Regions from separate parts of the Danio rerio genome. Here region 1 is linked to region 2. A link is a contact called in public Hi-C data. All regions are on one chromosome and are shown on one strand. The core of a region is the stretch at or near the end of the contact, and the rest is flanking DNA. Distances in the headings are between cores, read along the strand shown.

Evidence for each region. Hi-C and Micro-C count contacts between places; a contact is called where the count stands out from the background.
Region 1: a Hi-C map of embryo shows a contact between it and region 2, with 1.6 times the contacts expected there. The contact joins the promoter of tmc2b here to the enhancer-like site in region 2. A contact is called at or near these places in 3 of 18 Hi-C or Micro-C datasets (all in embryo).

What each region holds. Positions count from the first base shown.
Region 1 is chr5:26,261,019-26,264,793 of GRCz12tu, forward strand. It overlaps tmc2b (transmembrane channel-like 2b), which reads right to left and starts at 1,870. Exons shown (of 20, transcript NM_001302223.1): 1 at 1,774-1,870; 2 at 873-1,118; 3 at 666-678. The coding sequence starts at 1,830.
Region 2 is chr5:26,224,165-26,227,929 of GRCz12tu, forward strand. It overlaps cyp1d1 (cytochrome P450, family 1, subfamily D, polypeptide 1), which reads right to left. Exons shown (of 8, transcript NM_001007310.1): 4 at 2,228-2,351; 5 at 1,561-1,650. Among named protein-coding and RNA genes, the nearest start is that of cyp1d1, 9.4 kb to the right of the region's middle. Within about 2 kb of position 1,962, at least 6 of the 62 cell types and tissues checked have an H3K27ac peak or open chromatin away from gene starts, as enhancers often do.

The DNA of each region.
Region 1 (3,775 bases), core at 620-3,119, 37 kb after region 2:
AATGCACTTAAAAAGATAAGTGGAGTAAACTGACACTGATTTAAAGCATTAAATCTATTCAACTTATAATGCATATTAGAACCACTCTTATCTTTTAAGTAGAGCTCACTCAGGTTTTTTAAGTATGCATTACTTAAATCTTTTAGAGCAACCAGTTTCCTCTTTTTTTTTTAAGTAATCTTATCCGGGCTTAGAGTGTAGTTACAGTATAAAATAAACACAAATCATGTTTGTTTCATACTATCATGAGTAAAAAGGAATAAATGATCATGTTTACTTGCGCTCTGCTACTGTAAGACACCTATATGGCATCAACGAGCATCAAATCAATTATTATTTATTAATGGTTATTTGCTTTTAAAACAATCCTGTAATTGTGTAGCCAAATCAAAATACCTGTAATTATCAATTCAAAACTTGCACTGTTACACCCCTAAACAATCACAACAATCACTTAGAGATATTATTGACAAATGTGATTATAAATCTTAGTTTCATAGCTGTCTTTTGCTACTTGATATTCAAGTTTATGATGTAATATGAACAACTGAGAATATTCAAGATTATTTTATGGCAATAGATGTATATGGCTGTTTTAATAAAAATTCTGAGGTAATGAGGTTGTTGAACGGCACTCTTTGTGTGTGTGTGTGTGTGTGTGTGGCATGAAGAGGGAGACTAGAGAATACTGCACCTGCTATTTTTGCCTTTGTTCTTTTTCTTATCTTTATCCTTATCATCATGTTTATCGTTACTTCCTTTTCCTCCGGCTTTGCCATTCCCTTTCTTCTCCTTGTTATTCTCCTCCTCTTTCTCCTTCTTAGTTGCTCCTTTCCTCCCACCTCTCCTTTTATTTCCCTTTTCCTCTTCGCTCTCCTCCTCTGACTCGTCTTTCTTTGCTGTTCTCTTCCTGGAATTGACAGCTTTCTTTCTTCTTCCCTTCTGTTCTTCCTCACTCTCATCCTCGTCTTCTTGCTTCTTCCTCCGGCCTCTCCTCTTGCGCGGCGATTCATCCTCCTCTTCTTCGCTCTCCTCCACACTGTCTGCTGGTTTGGCTTTCCTTCCTCGCGCCGCAGGTTTTGGTTTATTCCTGCCTTTTGCTCTTCTTTTTGAGTCCACTGCAAAGAAATAGATAGGTAGAAAAACTGACTGTGATTCAAGAAATATTTAAAGAATTTAAAATTTATATAAAAATAACAATAATAAAATATTTAATCACATTATTATTTATTTATTTATCTCTTTGGCTTAGTCCCTTTGTTAATCAGGGGTTGCCACAGCGGAATGAACGGTCAACTAATCCAGCATATGCTTTACACAGCGGGAGCCCTTCCAGCTGCAACCTATCACTGGGAGACACCCATACTCATTCACACACATACATTATGGACAATTTAGCTAACCCAATTCACTTATACCGCATGTTTTTGGACATGTGAGGGAAACCGGAGTACCCAGAGGAAACCCACGCGAACACAGGGAGAGCATGCAAACTCCACACAGAATCTATCCCAGGTGAGGCTCGAACCAGCGACCTTCTTGCTGTGAGGCAATAGTGATACCCACTGCGCCACAACGTCGCCCCAATCACATTATTATATAGATTCAATTCATAATATTGTAAATTATGTTATTAAATGAAATTCAAAATAAATTGTAGTCATTTTAAAAAGAAACACTGTTATAAATAATATGAATGAAATGATATTTCAATAATATTTTTACAATAAAATAACAAAGGTGATTATAGTTTCAACCATCTTCAAATCTTACCATCACTTCCACTATCAAATTCTGCATCCATTTCCATCCCAACTGTAAAACACACATACAAAGATTATATTAATAATCAGGTTTTATGCATTTTTTTTTCATTTGTGATACTTAAAATAACTCAGAAAGACAATAACTCTAAATTCCTGTCAACTAAGTGCAGTTTATGACAAAATACATTACATTAATGCATGTTAATATTAATCATTAAAGCACTTATCGTATATTATATTATATTGACTTTCTAAAAAGGAATAATTATCAAGCATTTAATTACAAAAACAGAAACACATACAGTGCTCAGCATACAAGTACACCCCTCACAAATCTATCTTTTAAATTAATATTTTAATAGGAAGCTATACAATTTTATAGCTATTACAATATTACTCAATTATGCTGAGCACTGCAATTATGAATAATAATCAGCACTAAAATCCTTAATTGAACTGCATAAGACTATAAACACTATCTGGGGTGCATTTTCCAAACAATGACATAACTAGTGGCTGAACTATCATAATACGATTCATCGTTTGGGAAAAGAATCATGTAGTGAGGAGTGTTCCCCCAAACCCGTAGTTCGTCTGTTGCAGATCCATTGTTTGAACCCTTTTTATTGTGTAAAACCTCCATAATGACGCTCTAAACTGAGCGGACTAACAACTTCTTTGGAGAAAATGACCATAGTTTTTTGTATAAAATTATACTTTTTTACACACACACACCCACTTAATAAAGTCCAATATTAGTTTTAGTAAAAACGTGCACTCATTTTCTATTTTAACTTAAATATATGTAAACGGCACATATAGAGCCAATGTTCCCTTTACAAATATTATTGAGAATATTCTATGTTAAAACATGAAACTACTTGGCTAACATTCTAATCTCTTATAAAAATCATATTAATTGTTTATGGTTGTAATTTATGATGGGCTACTTATTAAAAACAGTAATAATAATAATAATAATTATTATTAATATTATTTCTTATTATCATTATTATTATTTTGTCATTAAATAGGATATTGTTTTTTATAAATATTTTTTTTATTTTTACAACTGTGACATTCAACATTTCTTAATAAATAAGCTACTATATATTAAAAGCATTAAAAGTAAATAAAAGTATGCTATATTTTTTTGTTTTCACAAGCTTTGCAGACGTAACATAGCCTTAATTCTACTGTTAAATAATAGGTCACATATAGCTTTCGTCATGAGCCACACTGTGGTCAAAATGACATAAACGTTTTCAAAGTGTAAATCCCTGTAAAAATGCTGTGTGCCATAGACATATTTTTCCTGTTGTCCCAACACAAACTGATAAAATTAACTTAAGTGTTTTTTACAAATGTAAGTGGATTGAAAATAAAACCACTAAGTTGTCCCCCCAAAAAAGAATGGTGTTGATTCAGCACTTTTTAAGTAAGTAGTTTTAACATGCAAATAATTTAGCAAAAAAAAAAAACACACATGTAAGAGTCTGAAAGTAGCTCTGCACACTCACTCAAAATTATTCAACAAACCAAGAAAATTATTTAACAATCTTTAGAAACATAAATATACTTACCATCATCCATGGTTATCTCAATATCACTTTTTCTGCGGGGCATCTTGCCAGTATAAGATGTGCTACTGAGACTCGCGGAGCATCTAGTGCTGATGGCACACCTGACTGTCAGTGGGTCTCTGTTAACAGGTGCTTTGCTTCTACAGGAGGAATCAAATGACTCCTTGACTACAGTAAATGGTAGTCAAGGTCTAAAGCCGAGCTGCGAAAGCCAGGAAACAAAACGCCAGGATACAGGGCAGATCAAAGATTACAATAATCAAAGTGGCTCTCATGATATCTAAACACAAGGATTGAAGATGAGATGTCCTGTTCTGGTATCTGCATCAGATAAAATGTATAAAACTGATTTTATATATAAAAATGTACCTTAAATGCAAGCAACGTGTATATCATAATGTTTCAAATAATGTTTGTCAAAGCAAA
Region 2 (3,765 bases), core at 712-3,211:
AGATTTTCCACATGCAATGTGATCCGCTCAAATAAATTCTGAGACTTGTTTTTATTGAGACAACTTTCCCAAAATTATACTTAAAGCAATAACCATTTTTTTTTAATTTTAGTTGAACTAATTGTTTTACCTGTAAAATGTGAACTAACGTCAGTCATTTGTTGTTTAGCTGGAGGTGGGGTGCGAACATAGGGCTTCGCATCCGTTTTTTTTTTTCAATCTCGTGTTTCTTACAGTTGTCAAGAGTTTTACTTAAACATAGGGCTTATATTTTTTAACCTCATTTTACCAATTCACCTCTTCACTTTCTTCCGCGAATCCCCAACCCTCTTCGCTTTCGTCCGCGACACCTCTCCCTCTTCTAAGAACATGCCGGTTCTGTTACCCCGATCTGTTCCAGGGACCTCCCAATTTACAAAGTAAGCACTGCTTAAACATAATCTACACTTATCCGCTTCTTTTCTTCAATGAGTTCAAAATAGCAAGAATCCATTGCAAAAATTAAGTCTCCAGCCTGCCATAGTTTTTGTTTCTGACTGTCTTTAGTGATGATGGCCTATTTGCGAACGAATCAATAGAACGGATCTTCTAAGTGAAACAGTTAAAACACGTCTTTAAATTGAACGGAGTTGTCAAGAAATGGTTTGCGTCTTCAGTAAGTACTAACATACCAGATACCCCCCTCTGACTATAAATAAACCCATATCCTGAGCTATTCAGTTACTAGAACTGTATAATGACTCATCTGCTGTGAAAAACGAGACCTGATGATAATGATGAGTGCGAGCCGAATGTCCCCTCGCAGGACGCTCTCCCATTGAGTGTGGGATTCAATCTGACTGAGGTCATTTTTATTCCACAATATATTTTGTAAAAGCTAATTAACCAGGGTAAAAAGCAACTTGTGCACATTTTCTAAAAAGTAACTCAAATAATATGACCTATTATTAAAAGTAATGTGTTATATTACTCATTACTTTGGATATAATATTACGTAACACACATTACTTATAACATGTTACCCCAACACTGTATTTAGCCACATATAGCTTAAGAAAAATATGTCAAAAATCATGCTTGGTGTAATTTTGCCGTTTACATTTGCTAAAAAATGAACTGAAAGTCTAGAACAGGCTTAATACACTCAGTTTGAAAGGAAAATCTAAATAATATGCATTACATCTTCATCAGTTCAACAGATTACCCTAAATTTCTTTCAGATGTCTCTGGTTGCAGCCACTTCTGAGTAACCCTGTAGATAATATCTCATTTAGACAAAATAATTTCCTGTTTATGGCAAATTCTTTCTTTTCCAAAAGGCCAAAATAGAGGGAGACCACATGAAAAACAAGCTTAGTTCTCCTTAGGTCCTAAATCTTTTAAACTCTGCCTTCAAAACTGTAAATCAAATTGTGTATTATTTTTGGTTTCCTGTTTCTGTCTCAAAGCAGACCACACTTCACAGCTAATGCAGATCCAATTTCTCCAAACAGAGTTTAAGAAAGGGACATGCATGATGGGAAACTTTTTTTCCAGAATGTTGTTTTGTTGAGTCTTCACCTATCTCTTGGACGATTTTATCCTGGATGTTTGGAAACTTGATCAGGTATAATAGACTCCACTGCAAACCAGTGATGATGGTGTCAAAACCTACAAGGAGTGAAAAAGCAATAGTCAAAATTTATAAAGTCCCCAAGACACGTCACATTTACCAACTAAGATGTATTGCTGGGTAAAAAAACAATGTTCTCAGGCTAAAAGATTGAAACTTAGCAGTTTGAGCTCCTCAGGGCGGGTTGTTAAATACTCTTTAATGAACTAGAACAACCAAGATGCATAAACTGAGACAAGAATGAATAGCTTGAGCCAAGAGCCGATAAAAAACATGCATCTAAATCAAATTCTCAGAAGAACTGAAGGTCTGACTCTGGTAGGAGAGTCTGCAGTGCCTCCCCTGTGACTGCAACATAGAGCCAGCAAAAACATCTGGTTCTGGTCTGGATGTAAATGCATGTTTACAACAAGCAAACCTATTAGCGCAATGCAGCCTTGGAGGGCATGTGGTTATGTCTGACTAAAAGAGTCTAAAATCGATATGAAATATAGCAGGACAGGTAATACATTTTTACCTTATGTAACAGCTATGTTGTTCATGTTCATAATTTCAGGACTTGTAGAGAAAAACACTGTCTGTTATACATCCGAAAGCACAATATGGGTCTCTCACCAGCTCCGAAGATGTCAATGACACTGTGAACGATCTGGGAGTTGCTGAGCACAGCTGATTCCTTGTCCTCCTGTCTGTCCTCACACATTGCTATAAGGGCATCAGTGATGTCTCGGATACAGTTCTGTACAAAAAAAAAAACACAAAGAATCAAATGTGCAAATGTTTAAAAAGAATAACCTGTATTCACTTTATGTCACATTTACATCCGTCTTGTTTCTGGAATTGTATGTACAGTATGTGTGTCTTGCCCAACATTGTTTACACCAAATTCAACTGTGCATGTGAATATTTAACTTTGTATCAACAAAAACTCCCTTCACAGGCACTCTGCGGGAGAAATTTAGGTCTGGTTATATTTTGGAGCACATTATGAATTAATTCAGTGTATTCAGCAAAATGCATTACCCTCACAGAAAAGCCACATGAGCTTCACATGTGCAATCCTGTTAAAATCACATGTGATATGTGTGGAACATGTGAAATATTTAAAACATTATCATGTGAGATGGCTGTGATCGGGGATGGCCAGTATTTATGATACTTATATTTCAATTCCGTATTTTCAAATACAAAATAGTATTTTGTAATTTGCATTTGATAGGGTTTATGAAAAAGGGTTAATATTTTGTATCAAAATACTTAAGTGTCTTGTATTTTTAAAATAACGTTACTGAAAAATACTTTGTAAAAAGTCTACACCATGACATCATAAGAATGCGGCCTCCGATTGGTGCTTTCTCATTTATTTGCCTAGGCTTGAGATCAGACCAAAATATTGATTAATATTGAATGCTTGGAGTATGGATGGAACTTATGTAAGACACGTGAATACAATAACAGAAAAATGGCAGGGGTATATGTGGGAGCAAGTCAATAATCATTAAAAATAATAGACTGCACAATGCTAAGACCAGTTATATTTAACAGCTGTACAGTGTACAAAGCATTAGCATATTGGTTTAAAAAATGAAAATAAAATATCAGTTCAAAAACATGAAATATGGAGCGTACGGCACATAATCATTCTCAGTCTCAGTGCTGCAGGTAGAAATGCAGAGGAAATTTTGAAATAAAAAAACACCTAAAGATTGAGTACTAAAGGGAGTAAACTGAGACTCTTTCAATTAAAGGAGAACTCTTGGGAAAGTGAGTATACTGCACAACTAATAGTGGTTTTGGATGGGTTGCTGATGTAGATGCCAAGACAATAAGATAAACAACATAAAAATAAGTCCTACAGTGGTGATACCTACAATACTTCAATGGCTGTGTCAAATGCCAACTGATCTGCAGGTCAGGGGCGCCTCCAAGGGGTGGCCAGGGGTGGCCACGGCCACCCCTCGGTAAACTCTGGCCACCCCTTTGGCCACCCCTTTGGCCACCCCAATATAATTTTGCGGTTGACATTATTGATTTAAATGAACTTATAAATTCCCAATATTTAGATAAATAAATAAATACATAAATAAATAAATAAAATGCAGTCACTAAATTATTGTTGGTGTTACTGACGTAGCTCTCCCCCTCTGGTTCAA